Linked DNA regions of Pan troglodytes: region 2 is linked to region 1. The links are chromatin contacts, called in public capture Hi-C maps. All regions are on one chromosome and are shown on one strand. Each heading gives the region's core, a stretch centred on a gene start, on an enhancer-like site or on the middle of the called end of the contact. The rest is flanking DNA. Distances are from core to core; before and after follow the strand shown. Region 1 has its middle 34 kb from the start of MAB21L3. Region 2 has its middle 71 kb from the start of ATP1A1OS.

Region 1 (7,552 bases), core at 627-3,126:
GCCTTCACTGTGGTGGGAGACAGATGGTAGCTGGAGAGCTGGAAGTCCAGGTGGTGCTGAGTGCTATGGAGAAGAATAAAGCAGAGGATGGGTAGAGCTTATCAAGACTGAGGTAGGGTGGGGATGGAGCCAGGGATACTATTTTACGTGGGAAACTTAGGGAAGGTCTCCAGAGGGAGGGAGCAGCAAGCACAAAAGTCTTGAGGTAGGGCCATGTTTGCGATATTCTGAGAAGAGTGAGAAAGCCTGTGTGATTAGGGATGTGTGTGAGAAACCGGGAAAGGAGAAGATGGGTTTGGAGAGTTTGGGGCTCCAGGTCATCCCGGGCCTTGGGACTGTAGTATGAGTGAGGCAGGAAGTGACTGGAGGATTGCGAGCAGATGAGTAACATGACCTGAAAAACTGAAGGAAGACCCAAATTCCAAATGATACGTGGGGGCAAAAGAATCCCTGGGATATCAGATGCCATGTCAAGATGCATTAAGCTCTAAAGCAGTTGGGGATATTTGTTTCAGCAAATGCTTAAAACAAAATTGTTGGCCCTTGGTGTGCAGCTGGCTGGAAGTTTCATCTGTTTATCTGCTGAAGGGTTTTTGGTTGTCTGTTATGTGCTACACACTGGAAATTCAATGAGATAAAAGACATAATCTCTACCTGTTCTACAGACAAGTATGTTGAGGTCTTGCCAAATTTAGTGAGTTATTGGCTAGTAAGTGGCAGAGCTGGAATTCCAATCCTGGGTCGTTTGACTCTAGATGTGGCAACCAGCATTTGCAATCCTGCAGGATATCCAGATGAGGAAAAGCATTTTGAGAAATGAAGAGACTTGCCCAAGATCGCCACACTCTAAAGGGCAGAGCTGGATTTTAAAGGGATGCCTGTAGACTGTCTGTCCACGGTGCCATAAATTGAAATCCCTGGAAGGCAGCTTGGTGATAAAGATGCGTAGCAGAATGTTTAGTAGGGAGCGCCCTCAACAGCAACACCTGTGAAGGCAGGGAAAGGAAGCAGGGTTGAGCTGAGGAAATAGCTGAGCTATGATGCAAGCCCAACACAGGCCTCAGCCAATCCTGAAGAAGCTCTACAGCTAAGAACAGGCCTTCAGAGTTGTCCTGAGTTGGGGTGAGGGGCCTGGGCCTTTACACACCCACGTTAATCAGTCTTTGTGTCTGGCTGCCCATAGAAGGGAAGTAATTTTGGCTGAGAGGGTTTTCTTCAGTGAGGTCATCCTCCAAGAAGAATGACACTGGGATCAGACTGAGCAATAAGCCTTTCATTCCATCCAGAGGGACCTGAGTGGCACATCACAGAGTCTACACATTCTCTCCACCTCCTCACATAGACTCTCAGTGATGTCCCTGGCCTTTTTCAGATTACAAAAATATCATAGACCCACTTGTTACATTTGACCTTTTAAAAAAATTTCTTTAAGGAGGTCTGCAGTGGGTGAAAAAAATTCTCTTTAGGCTATGTTTACCATCATATTTTATGTTTTATGTAAAAAAGACATTAAGAAATGGTTTTTAGTTTTCCTTTCATTTTATTCCCACTCCACATTTAGCCAGTCTATTTCCCTCCTTTCTGTCTTCACTCTTTGGAGATGGTGGGCAGTGGAGAAAGTTGTACTTAGGTATTCTAATAAAAGAGCTTCCTTTGTACAATTAGGGATAGAAAAGATAGAAATGTTGCCTTTAAAGCTACTGACAGCCTGTAGAGTATCAGCTTGAGGAATTTTCTTAACTACATGATTCTGTCCGAGCAAAGTGAGGGGTGCTCACCCTTGGGGGTCAGGTTGACCCTTGTTTTGTTGGAGCTGCTTGTGAAGCATCAGGTGGTGGCATTTCATAGGAACCGCCTGCAGTGCACAGGAAGGCCGGACTGGAGCTCTACATGTGAGCATCCTTGGAGTGTGGATAGTACTGGAAACCCACAGGAGTGGCAAAAATTGCTAGGCTGAGTGAGTAGAGTCTGAAAAGAAGAGAGCCCAGGACCAAGCCCTTAAAGGGAGGATGATAAGATTCAGGGGAGGGCAGAGAAGGAATCCAAAGAGACTCAGAAGGAGCTGAAGAAGAAGGGAGTGGTGTCAGAGGTGAGAGGTGACAGCGTGCTGGCAGTCCTCAGAGCCCTCACTTGCTCTCGGCACCTCCTCTGCCTGGGCTCCCACTTTGGCGGCACTTGAGGAGCCCTTCAGCCCACTGCTGCACTGTGGGAGCCCCTTTCTGGGCTGGCCAAGGCCAGAGCCGGCTCCCTCAGCTTTCAGGGAGGTGTGGAGGGAGAGGCGTGAGCGGGAACCGGGGCTGCGTGCTGCACTTGAGGGCCAGCTGGAATTCCGGGTGGGCGTGGGCTTGGCGGGCCCCGCACTCGGAGCAGCCAGCTGGCCCTGCCGGCCCCCGGCAGTGAGGGGCTTAGCACCCGGGCCAGTGGCTGCGGAGGGTGTACTGGGTCCCCCAGCAGTGCCGGCCCACTGGCGCTGTGCTCGATTTCTCACCGGGCCTTAGCTGCCTTACCGCGGGGCAGGGCTCGGGACCTGCAGCCCACCATACCTGAGCCTCCCATCCCCTCCATGGGTTCCTGTGCGGCCGGGAGCCTCCCCGACGAGTGCCGCCCCCTGCTCCATGGCGCCCAGTCCCATCAACTGCCCAAGGGCTAAGAAGTGCAAGCACATGGCGCAGGACTGGCAGACTGCTCCACCTGCAGCCCCAGTGCGGGATCCACTGGGTGAAGCCAGCTGGGCTCCTGAGTCTGGTGGGGACGTGGAGAGTCTTTATGTCTAGCTCAGGGATTGTAAACACACCAATCAGCACTCTATGTCTAGCTCAGGGTTTGTGAGTTCACCAATCGACACTCTGTATCTAGCTGCTCTGGTGGGGCCTTGGAGAACCTTTATGTCTAGCTCAGGGATTGTAAATACACCAATTGGCACTCTGTATCTAGCTCAAGGTTTGTAAACACACCAATCAGCACCCTGTGTTTAGCTCAAGGTTTGTGAGTGCACCAATCGACACTCTGTATCTAGCTGCTCTGGTGGGGCCTTGGAGGACCTTTGTGTCCATACTCTGTATCTAACTAATCTTATGGGGACGTGGAGCACCTTTGTATCTAGCTCAGGGATTGTAAACGCACCAATCAGCACCCTGTCAAAACAGACCACTCAGCTCTACCAATCAGCAGGATGTGGGTGGGGCTAGATAAGAGAATAAAAGCAGCCTGCCTGAGCCAGCAGTGGCAACCACCTAGGGTCCCCTTCCACACTGTGAAAGCTTTGTTCTTTCGCTCTTTGCAATAAATCTTGCTACTGCTCACTCTTTGGGTCCACACTGCTTTTATGAGCTGTAACACTCACCGCGCAGGTCTGCAGCTTCACTCCTGAAGCCAGCGAGACCACGAGCCCACCGGGAGGAACAAACAACTCCAGACGCGCTGCCTTAAGAGCTGTAACACTCACCGTGAAGGTCTGCGGCTTCACTCCTGAGCCAGCGAGACCACGAACCCACCAGAAGGAAGAAACTCCAAACACATCCGAACATCAGAAGGAACAAACTGCAGAGGCACCACCTTAAGAGCTGTAACACTCACCGTGAGGGTCCGCGGCTTCATTCTTGAAGTCAGTGAGACCAAGAACCCACCAATTCCAGACACACAGGGACTGAGAAAACAGGGGTGCAAGGAGGAGGGGTTGACTGCTGAATGCTTCTGAGAAATCGTATAAAATGAGAAGCAAGAAGTAGCACTTGATTTTGCATATAAGGTGGGAAGAGTTTATGTTTGAATGAAGTTTCTAGCTGGCTTGAGGTTTTGTTTGGATGAAATTTCCTGTGTATCCAGCAGTATAGCAGATTAGGCACTCTGGATGACCTCCGAACTGAAAGAGCTAAAATGCTATTAAATATATGGACTCCAAAACCTTTACAAATATGTCTCTGAGGTAGAAGGAAAAATATCAGAAGGAAAGAAATCCACAGACTCCAAAAATGAAATAAAATTAAGAACCCTAGATGAGGAGAGAGCAAAACTAGGTTTTGCCCTGACAGGTTTTCTGATCCTAGAAATCTGGAACTTTTCATGGTCAGCTGTACTAGTCTAGGGAACAGATGAGAATGTCTATGGCCTGCAAAGGGTAGGGAATCGACTAAGATTCCCCTGCCTAAATTTGGCTCAAATGCCCATGCTCTCAGAATAAGGGTTAATGAGGAATAAACCTGCTATAAAGAAGTCATCTTGCTTACCTTGACCTTAGCACTGGAAGGAGGGGGAAAAAAAATCCCCTAAGGATTTTTAACCACAAGATAGCCTCAAATGTTTTCTATCTGGATTCATTTACCTGTTGGCCTGAAAAACCACAAACATCAAGTTTAATTTAAATGGTCTCGAGTTGGTATGCTCTTGGGTAACTGGCAGAATTAAAAGCAAATCCTTTTAGATACCTCAACTTCAAATCAAATGTCAAACAAATTCCTACTGATAAAGTTTTAAGGAAAATAAACAGAATTTTCAGATATGGAATGTAGAACAATTGTATCTATTATGTTTAAACAAAAGATATATGTTTTATAACTTTTGTTTAGATATATGTAAAAGATATATGTAAAATATATATGTAAAAGATATATGTAAAACATAATATGTTTTGTATTATGTTTAAACAAAACATAAACATCTATTATGTTTATATACAAACATAAGCAGGAACATGAGACCTTAAAGAACAAATAGGCAGGTTTAAGAAATAACCAAACAGACTTCCTAAAAATGAGAACTGAAACGTTAGAAATTTAACATTCAGTGGACAGATTAAACAATAGATTAGAGGCAGCTGAAGAGAGAATTAGTCAATTGGAAGCTATATCCAAAGAAATTACTAAGAATGCAGGTCTGAGAGATAAAAAAAGATGCCAATTCTAAAAAGAGAAGGTAAAAGAGAAGGTAGAATGATAGAATGTGTTATACATGTAAATTGAGTTTCCTTCTACAATGGAATACTGAGAGAATGGGGAAGAGACAATATTTAAAGTTAAGGGCTGATAATTCCCCAGAATTACTGGAAATAGTTCCCCAGATTCAGGAGGCCTAATAAATCCAAAAAAAGAGAAAGAGATACAGAGACAGAGAGAAAGAGTATTAAAAGAGCCCAGATAGAATAACGCAGGTACTCTACAAAGAAACAACAAATAGTCTAATGACTGACTTGTAAAAAGCAACAAAAGAAGCCAGAAGACAGTGAAAGAATTTTTAATATGCTGAAAAAATTGTTTTTCAACATAAAATTGAAATTACCTTTCAAGAATACAGGTGAATAAGAACAGTTTCAAACAAATGAAAACTGTTTACTCTCGTATACTCTCACTATAGAAAACGGTAGAGCATCTACTCCAGGCAGAAGGAAAATGATCCCTAATAGAAAATCCGAGATGCAAGAAAGAGTAGTGAGTTAACATAATGGCTAATATGTGCATAAAATAAGAAATATAAAATAATGTAATAAAAATATCTATTTTATTTATGTGTATGTGTGTAGGGGTGTGGCAAATAGTCTAGAACCAAAATCCAGGATGACAACAGCAGAAAATGTGGTAGGGAGAGTGATAGCAGCCAAAGCCTTTGAGTCCTTGTCAGAAAGGAAAATGAAGGTATTGATTAGCTTAAGATTTTAATCTACACAATTTAGTCTGTATGTGTAAATAGTCTTGGTAACCATTAAAAGGACAGAGATAGGGTATGGACTTTCCAAGCCAATAAGAAAAAAAAGAAATTTAAAAAGAAGAAACAAACCTCTTAATTTTAAAAAGATGAAAAGTGGGGGGCGGAGGATTTATAAAATAGGTCAAATAGAAAGTAAATAATAAAAGAATAGAAATGAATCCATATGTATTTTCAATTCGAATAAATATAAATGGACTAAACATAGAGTCAAAAGACCTCAACTATCAGATCGGATTTTTAAAAAATCAGCCATTTATAAAGAATGCAGTTATCAACAACATAAATATACAAACAGAAAGTTAAAGGATGGAAAAATATATACCAGGCAACTACTAGCCAAAATAAAGTGATATTATTGTATTAATAACTGACAAAAATCAATATTTAGGCAAAATGTTTACAAGAGTTTAAAAAGGTCACTTTATAGTGAAAAAGCTTCAATTAACTGGGAAGATATAAAAATTCTAAACCATGCAGCCCTAATAATATAATTTCAATGTACATTAAACACAATTTTGACAAAACCATACACAAAAATTGAAAAGTCCATTATCATAATGAGAGATTTTAAAACAACTCTCTCAGTAAATGTTAGGAAATACAGCCCCCCCAAAAAAATCTATAAAATATAGAAAATTTGAGCACTGTAGGATATAACTGACATTTATTAGACATTACATCTAAACTTGTGTATCTTCTTTGTATGTACATAGAACAATGAAGAAGTGCTAAGCTAAAAAGCTGGCCTCAATTAATGTCAAGGGATTGGGGTCATTCAGATCACTTGTTGTTATTACAGTGCAATTGAGTGAGAAATCAATAACAAAAATATAACTAGGAAGCCCAACAGGTTTGGGAACAATTTTCTTAAAATTAGTGTAGAAACTAGAAAATAAATAGAACTTAAAGACAATTAAAAAATTATAAAAAAAACCTGTGGAATTGCACTAAAATGGCGTTTAAAAATTTCTATACTTAGAAGAGAAGAAAAGGTAGGAATTTCTCTTTTTAAATTTTATTTATTTATTTTATTAATATAGAGATGAGGTCACACTACGTTGCCTAGGCTGGTCTCCAACTCCTGAGCTCAAGTGATCTTTCCACCTCAGCCTCCCAAAGTGTTGGGATTACAGGCGTGAGTGGGTAATTACAGGTGGGTGAATCACAAGGTCAGGAGTTCGAGACCAGCCTGACCAACATGGTGAAACCCCATCTCACTAAAAATATAAAAACTAGCTGGGCGTGGTGGCGTGCACCTGTAATCCCAGCTACTCAGGAGGCTGAGGCAGGAGAATCGCTTGAACCTGAGAGGCGGAGATTGCAGCGAGCCAAGATCACGCCACTGCACTCCAGCCTGGGCGACAGAGCAAGATTCCATACCCTCCTCCACCCCCCTACCACAAAAAAGAAGATTAATAGTAAAATATCTCCTGGCAATAAAACTGAAGGTCCAGCCAGTTCTTTACATGAGTTAAACCAAACTTTCCAGCAAAGAGATTATCCCAATATTATTGGAATAGAATAGGAAAAATAAGGAACAGCTACTTCTCCTAAAAGCCATAGCTATAAAATTCTAGAGAAAATAGGAGCACTCCCATGACCTGAAAAGAGAGAAGGATTCCTTAAACAAGATGCAAAATGTGCTCCATTATAATGGAGAAAGTTGCTGAAAATCCACCCATATTAAAATGGAGAATTTAGATTGGCGTAATCACTTTGGAAATATTTTGACAATATTTAGTAAATTTAAACATTCATGTATTCTGTGAACCTACATTTTATTCTTATGTGTACACCCTTAAAAGACTTGTGTGCATCTGAAGATGTATAAGAATGAGCATAAAAACATCAT
Region 2 (7,443 bases), core at 3,148-5,647, 340 kb before region 1:
AAGCTGCATTTAAGACCAAAAGGAATAATTATTCCAGAAGTCCTCTGAGTGCCCTTGTAGAAGTAGATAAACAGATTGATCAGTGAGAAAAAAAATATGTTCTCATCCAGCCTGTGGGGTGAGTTAACCATGCATGCTTTTCTCCGGATGTTTGACTTCCTGAATCTTTCCTGAACAATGCCATCTCTGTCCTGGCACCCCTGGCAAGCAGTCCCATGTGAGACAGGTTCTTGTCACATGTCCTTTTCCTGAAATGAGTCACTAGAGAGTGGGCTGTAGTCATAACCTTCACCAGTTAAGGGAGGTGAATGTGGATTGGAATGAACACAAACACGGTACAACTTGGTGCTTAATGTTCCTTTCCATCAACATTTTGCCCCGGGCCTTAACCTTGCAACTCAAAAAAGTAGGGTCGCATAATGAATGGGATAAACTGAATGACCGCTTGTAATCCACAAACAAAGGGCCTTTCAACAGCCTATGGTCGGAGGCCTTATCTATTCCAATCAAATCTAGCCAGTTGCAAACTGGAGAAAAAAATGGGTGATCCCAGTGAGAGTTAGTCCCAGAAGAAAATTGAAAAAGACATTTTGTTACCTCCTCAGGAAAAGTGATAATGAGCAGAGAAGGGAAAAATCTAAATAATTGATGCAAAGACAAAGAACTGAAACTGAGAGAATTGGATGCATGTCTTCCCCCTTTAGTTGTATAAGCATAAACTGGTTTTATGACGGCAAGCATAAAATTAAGATCAGCAGTGCACAAATCTCTGTGTAACCTTCAAGACCTTTTATTTCCCCAAATTAGATGTGACCTTAAGAACTGATGGTGTCTTCACCCTGGGCAGCTACGGTGGTGGAGCAGAAAATAGTAGACTGGGATTGGGACAGGCTAAGTCCCACCCTTCACCCTGGCTGGGTGACCTTGGGCATACTCACCCTTGCTTTTCTGGGACTGAGGGTCTTCATCTGAGAAATGAATCATTTTTCTTGATAATTTACAGTTTTCTTTCAAATCCCTCCACCCCCCCACCCCCACCAAGGTTTTAATTTTTATGGCAACTCAGATCTTGAACCTTAAAAAAAAAAAATAAAATAGAGAGGACAGCAATCCTTACCGGTGTCACTCTATCACCCTATACAGCTCCTCAAACACAAGCCCAGAAGGGGCTTCATTTTGGTGGAAGTCCTGGGCCTACATTTGTATATTTAAGTGGAACCCAAATACTTGCTCCCAGAGTGGTGTCAGTGGTCACCCCAACTTTCCAAATTCTGGCAGGCACAGCAGGTCATTCTGTGAGCTGTTCTCATTCACATCCTATTTCCAACTGGTTCTGTTCCACGGAGCCCCAGCTGTACTCTGCAATTCAGTTCTACCAACACTCATTGCATGTTGCTGATATGGCAGGCACTAATGTGAGCTGCTGTGAGCAAGCAAGCATAGCCCAGCCCCACTCTAGTAGGGAACACAGAAATACTTGTAATGTGAGCCGAATGGAAGCATAATGCCCTGTGACAACACTTAGGAGGGTGACGGTCATTCTAGCTTGGGCAAAGCTTCATGGGGGAGGAGGCCTTTGTCCTGAGCTTTGTGAGATGGGTAGGATTTAGGCAGGCTGAGACAAAGGAAGAGCATGCCAAGCAGAAAGAAGAGCAGGAAGGAAGGCATGGAGGCAGAAGTGTTCAAGTCATATTTAAGGAGTGGCACTTGCTGGATCTCCAAGTGTCTTCAGAGTGATGAGCTTAGGAATTCAGGGAAAGGCCTTGTCATAGAAAGCCTTCAGGATTCTAAGGAATTTAGACTTTAGGGCAGAAAATGGGAAACCATGGACATTCTTGAGCAGGGATGTATCATGGTGGGACTTGTGCCTCAGGAAGAGCAATCCATCAGTAGAAAGGCTTGGAGAGTGAGTAGAGGCAGAAAGAACAATGAGGGCATTATTACAAAAGTCCAGACCAGTGGTCATGGAGGTCTGAAGTTTAGTGATGAGACCAAAATTGGAAAGGAGGGAAACTTTGGACAGGTGCTGTAGCAGCAACAGAATGGAGGCTCTGGGGCTTATGGGGTATGGGGATTAAATTCACACTGAGGCAGGAGAGTGTTGAGAGGGAATCCAGCCATCTTCTCTTCCTGGGCTCACAGGGTGGTTTATCCTGGGGGTTGTTGTGCAGCAGTTCTCTGATGTCAAAAATGAGCAGGCTTAGGGAAATTGATCTACTTTGGTAGAGATTGTGGGCTATCCACCAATATCTAGCTACCTTACTTTATTAAAAATAGAATCCTTAATTTTTAGCTAGGCAAATGCCTCCTACCCCTAGTTGGAATAAGACATTTTTCAGTTTTCTTGCATCAGAATGGGTTGGCATGAGTACACCTGGGCAGTGATTTGTCAGACTTTGGGAAAATATAATTTTTTTGTTGGCAAGAAAGCAGCCTGGATGGAGCTCCAGTGACCATCTTAAACCACTAGACAAAAACTCATGTTGAAGATAATGGAGCTGTAAGATAGTGACTGATGATGACTGTAGAGTTGCCATACTTGTCCCAGGCTGCCAACATCTGGATTTCATTGACATGGGAGAGAAATAAATGTACATTTTATTTATGCTACTGTTTTGTCTGTTTTATGCAACCAAATCTAACCTAATCTTAGTCCATATAACAAAAGTCAAAAGAGTATAATGCAAACTCATTTATAACTTTTTAACAATGGAAATATGTGTATCTCATCTAAGGACACATCTTCCAAGGATTTTAGCACCCAAGAAGCCAAAGTATTCATTCAAAGATTGAGGGGTGAGCAGAGTCTTGGATGGGGCAAGTCCATCAGGTCAGTTCTTGGGCTTTAGTCCATCAGGCTCTATAGAAACTTCACCAACTCTCTTTACTGCACAACCAAGCCCTCCACTCTCATGAGAGGGGAGCTCATGTCCTCTAAGCCCCATGTCTCTTTCCACTGAAAGAGCACTGCTCTCAGATTCCCATTTTCCCCAATTCTATACAATTTGTGTCTTGGTAACATAATCTTCCTTTAAATCAGATGCAATACAACTGAGGATGACTCAGGTCTTGGAGTTGGAATCGGATCTGAGTCCTGCCCTTTCTATACTTGACCTCTTAACTGGCCAGTGACTCATTTACACAAAATATTTTGGGTTGGTTTGGCAAGTGTTCACTGCTTAGATACTTTACATTCAGGATGTACTTTATCATATTAAGAGTATAGGGGATACATTTTCTTACGTACTAACTGTAGGGGACAAGTACAAATGAATAGCCAAAACCGAGGCTGATGTTAAAGGTTAGCTGCCGGGGAGGATGGAAGAACAAGTCTTCATTCCCCAACCCTGTAAAAGACATCTAGAGGTGAAACTGGTTTTACCAGGAAGATGTCAAGATCAGTTTAAGCCTGCTGAAGTGGAGGTTCTAATCAATATCTGATAATATCTAAGATGTATTGAGCACTTGCTTTCTGCCTGGCAATGTTCTAAGCACTTAGATTCATCAAATGCATCACCTCACAACTACATGAGGCAACTACTCCCAATACCCCCACTTGCAGACAGGGAAACTGGAAGCTAGAGATGAAGCAATTTGACCAGCATCATTCAGTTAGCAAGTAGAAGAGCTGCTACTTGAATCCATGTGTTTCTCATCGCAGAGCCCTTAACTATTACCTTAGTTGTTCTTAGGGAGCTTAACAAAATTTCCTTCCTCACAATCTCCCTCTTATCAGAATGTATTTCTTCTCTATGACGCCAATTCCATACTTGATGCTTTATCTGAGAAACTTTTACAAACAGGCTGGTACTTGCCCCTTCTCAGGTGACAATATTTTAAGTTTGATAGAGGTTTTGCAAAGGTGTACTGATAAATCCACTGGAGGAAGAGTTACGGGTGGAGAAAACTCTTAATCTGTAGCCTTTGCCAATTTCCATGGTGTAAATACTCCCACCATGACCAGTGCAGCTGGCAAATTTCCTGAATATTTGATGATTGCCTCCTGCCCAGCAGCTCCAGCACACCACTGGGCCGAGGGTTCTATTATAGCTAAGAGTGCCCACACTGGCTGGGAATTCTGGGAATCCATGGCCAGCCTGAGAGAGTTCTGGCATGAGAGAGCCTTGCAGTCCCCTTCAAGGCATACCTGTTAGGGGGGGTCCCCAGCTTCTTTTCTTCAGCTGTCTGGCCCAGGGCATGCTGGGAGGTGGTGCTGTGGCCCACAGAGAGGCTACAGACCTGGGCTCATGGCCCAGTCTCCCTCCTGAGGCTCCAGCTCCCCTTCTGGAAGCAGCGCTGTGACCAGCAGGTGGCAGCACTCTCACGTTCAAGAGTCCGTGCCCCGGCAAAATGAGGGGCCTTTGTTCTGAGCCAGAGGCTGTGTCACCAAGAGAAAGGCCCTGAGGGGCCAGCTAATCAGCCTGTCCTTAGCTGACCTCCATCAATGTGAGCCAAGTGGACAGTCTCTGGCAGCGTGATACCATGAGAACAACCTTAGCAAACAGCAGAGACAGCACAGTCTCAACCCACCCCTGCCCATCCTGAGGGCTTGGCCTGGGGAGGCCTCATAAAAACAGGTGGGGCTCCATTCAGGAAGGGAGGTAAGTGCCAAGAGTGGTGCTTCCAGTGCTAAGGAGGAAAAGACTCCTGCTTGCTCCCACCACCAGCTATGCTGTGGTGCCGCCTTCCTTCTCTGCTGACTCTATGGGTGCTCAGTTCCCACCAGGTGACCAGCTGTTCCAGCTTGCCCAGGACTGTCCTGGTTTTAGTACTGAAAGTCTCAGGTCCTGGGAAACCCCCTGTCCCCAGACAGCAGGCCAGCTGGCCATCTGAACTCCCAGTCCCTGTCCGTGTGCAACGCCTGCCTAGCACACAGTAAGCACTTTCGAAGGCGTTGCTGTTGCAGGAGAAGGCAAAGCGGAATTCAGGTGGGACTATAAGAGCTGACTGACCCCGATAGACAAGTTGGTTAGTTAGTTAATTGGTATTGATTGATTGATTTAATTTATTTAGAGGCAGGGTCTCACTCTGTCACCCAGGCTAGAGTGCAGTGTCACGATCATGGCTTGCTGTAGCCTTGACCTCCTGGGCTCAAGAGATCCTCAAACCTCAGCCTCCAAGTAGCTAGTACCACAGGCACATGCCACCATGCCTGCCAATTAAAAAAAAATTTTTTTAGAGATGGGGTCTCGCTATCTTGCCCAGGCTGGTTTTGAACTCCTGAGCTCAACTGATCCTCTTACCTTGGCCTCCCCAAAGTGCTAGGATTATGGGTGTAAGCCAACACACCCTGGCCTCATTCCATTGGTAAAAGCTGCTCCCTTTGCTTTCGGTCAGAGGTAAGAGCCAGAATGTGTGAGGGGAAATCCTCAAAACAGTCCGTTTCTTCTCCAGCTCACCTTGTATCTTTGACCTCCCTCCCTCTTCCTTCCCTCTCATGCTCGCCCGCCTGCCTCAACAATCTCACCCTCCCCAGAGTCCAGAGGCAGAGAACTCCGTGTTCCAAGGAAGGGTGGAGCCTCTTAGAGTGGGCAGGTGGCAGGGCCGGTAAACAGGACAGGCCAGAGGAGGGGTTGAGGCAGGCCAGGAGGCACTTCAGCCACCTAGACATGGAGCAGCGGGATTTAGGCAGCCCAAAGAATCTGTGCGAGGTTTCCTGGAGCCCTCCCCCTCCTGCCCCCACATCCAAGCAGGGATGTGCACATTCCTCTTTCCTCCTCTAGCTCAATGTGCTGTGGCTTATCTGCTCACGTCACTGTTGACCCCTCCAGATGGTTCACTTGGACTCCCAGTGCCGAGCTTGGGGAGTCAGGCACGGCAAACGCCACCCTGTGCTATGGCTTGAAGGAGGCCAGCAAGCTTTGCTTAAGCCAAGGCATGTGTGAGAAACTTGCAAATCCTTCTTCCCTGCTCTGGACATGGGGAGAAAAGGCAGACTTCTTGCCATGGCCCTCAGGTTCTGCACAGACCGGCCCTTGTCAATTCTCCAGGCTTATCTTGTGCTGTGTTTCCCAGCACTCAGTGTGGCCATCATCCTGGCCTTCTGCCAGGCCCTGCTAATGCCATGCTCACTCCTGCCTCAGAGTCTTCACTCAGGCTGTTCTCTCTGTCTGGTCAAGAATAGCAGGCAGGGTCTGGTTTAGACACGGTCGTCCAAGAAGCCACTGTGAGCAGGGGAAAGTGAAGCTTTGATCTGGAGGATGTGAAGGGTCATGGTGTCCACCTGGGGAGGAGGTCTGCTCTGACAAGCACACTCCCTGTGGTGGCACCAGCTCTCTGTCACCCTGTTAGGAAGGAGTTAATGGGCATTTCCAAAGGCAAACTTCTCATGGGCTTTCTGTTTTAAATTTTCTATATAACTGACCACTCCTCATATCAAACTATCATACTCAGCGGGTTTGTATTTTCATTCCACTGGTGACAAATTAATGCAGGCATAGCCCTATTCTGGATAAAAATTGACCATCTCAGTGAAATCCTGCTGACTCCTGTCTCCCAGCCAGCACTTGGATTTGGTGGAGCCTGCATTAACTCCAGGGTCTCAATAGAGATTCTTAGGTCTTGGAGATTTCTACTAAAAGGCCCAGTCTTCCACCTTACAGAATATAGGTCAGAAGTTTGGGCTACTTCAGCTGCCAGATCATAGTAAATAAATATTGAGTTTATTGAAGAAATACTGAGTTTATGACATAGAGTTTGCCAAGTAAGCCAAATCCTAGATACAGTGCACAGCAACTCTGGTTATTAAGATATAGATGGAAACCCAGGCTGGCAACTGTAGTCCCAGCTACTCAGGAGGCTGAGGCAGGAAAATTGCTTGAACCCAGGAGTTCAAGACCAGTCTGAGCAACACAGCAAGACCCCATCTCTAAAAAACAAAACAGTTCAAAGCTTTGAGGAGGTGGTGAAAGCCTTTATTGGTGTTAAATACTCCATCTCAAGAGCTATAGAAAGATCTTAACTCTTCCAGAGAGGCCATAGCCTCTGTGTAAAGCACTCTGTGTAAGCTCCATGAAGGACACCCAGGAGGCACGCATGCCCAGAGAGGAGCGGCACCTGCTCCTCCCCTACCCTGGAAAGAGCCAGGCCATGATTCCTGTGGAAAGTGCTGCACCTCACCCAGCTGTGAGCAACCTCTTCCTGGGTCCTTGGGGGTGGGGGAACCAAATCCCTGGGTTTGAATAGTATTTGGTCTTTTCCAAGAGCCTGTGTCTATGTCTGCTTGCTTTTTGGGTTAGCTCCAGCCAATCCCTGTTATCTTTCACAGAGGAAGAAGTATCCAGCTGTTGGGGAAAGTCCCAGGATCTGGGGCCCCGGGCCAGTTACAGGGATGTTGGGTTATGGCTGCTCTTTTCTTTCACCTATTTGTCTAGAAATGCAAACTATTCAGGTTGCCCATAGCAAAGAGGCCAAGGTTGGGAAGCTAAGGCATGGATGTGGTGA

What was found. Capture Hi-C pulls out chosen DNA fragments and counts their contacts.
Region 2: a contact with region 1 is called in a capture Hi-C map of stem cell-derived neural stem cells, with 6 times the contacts expected there. The contact joins two enhancer-like sites. A contact is called at or near these places in 5 of 7 Hi-C or Micro-C datasets (blood, induced pluripotent stem cells, a lymphoblastoid cell line and 1 more), 1 of 1 datasets of contacts at active chromatin or transcription factors (stem cell-derived excitatory neurons) and 1 of 1 other capture datasets (stem cell-derived neural stem cells).

What each region holds. Positions count from the first base shown.
Region 1 is chr1:113,365,740-113,373,291 of NHGRI_mPanTro3-v2.0_pri, reverse strand. No RefSeq gene overlaps it. Among named protein-coding and RNA genes, the nearest start is that of MAB21L3, 34 kb to the right of the region's middle. Within about 2 kb of position 1,876, at least 1 of the 24 cell types and tissues checked has an H3K27ac peak or open chromatin away from gene starts, as enhancers often do. A contact at or near this core is called in stem cell-derived neural stem cells, where this site is marked.
Region 2 is chr1:113,710,210-113,717,652 of NHGRI_mPanTro3-v2.0_pri, reverse strand. It overlaps a transcript of CD58 not described here. Among named protein-coding and RNA genes, the nearest start is that of ATP1A1OS, 71 kb to the right of the region's middle. Within about 2 kb of position 4,397, at least 8 of the 24 cell types and tissues checked have an H3K27ac peak or open chromatin away from gene starts, as enhancers often do. A contact at or near this core is called in stem cell-derived neural stem cells, where this site is marked.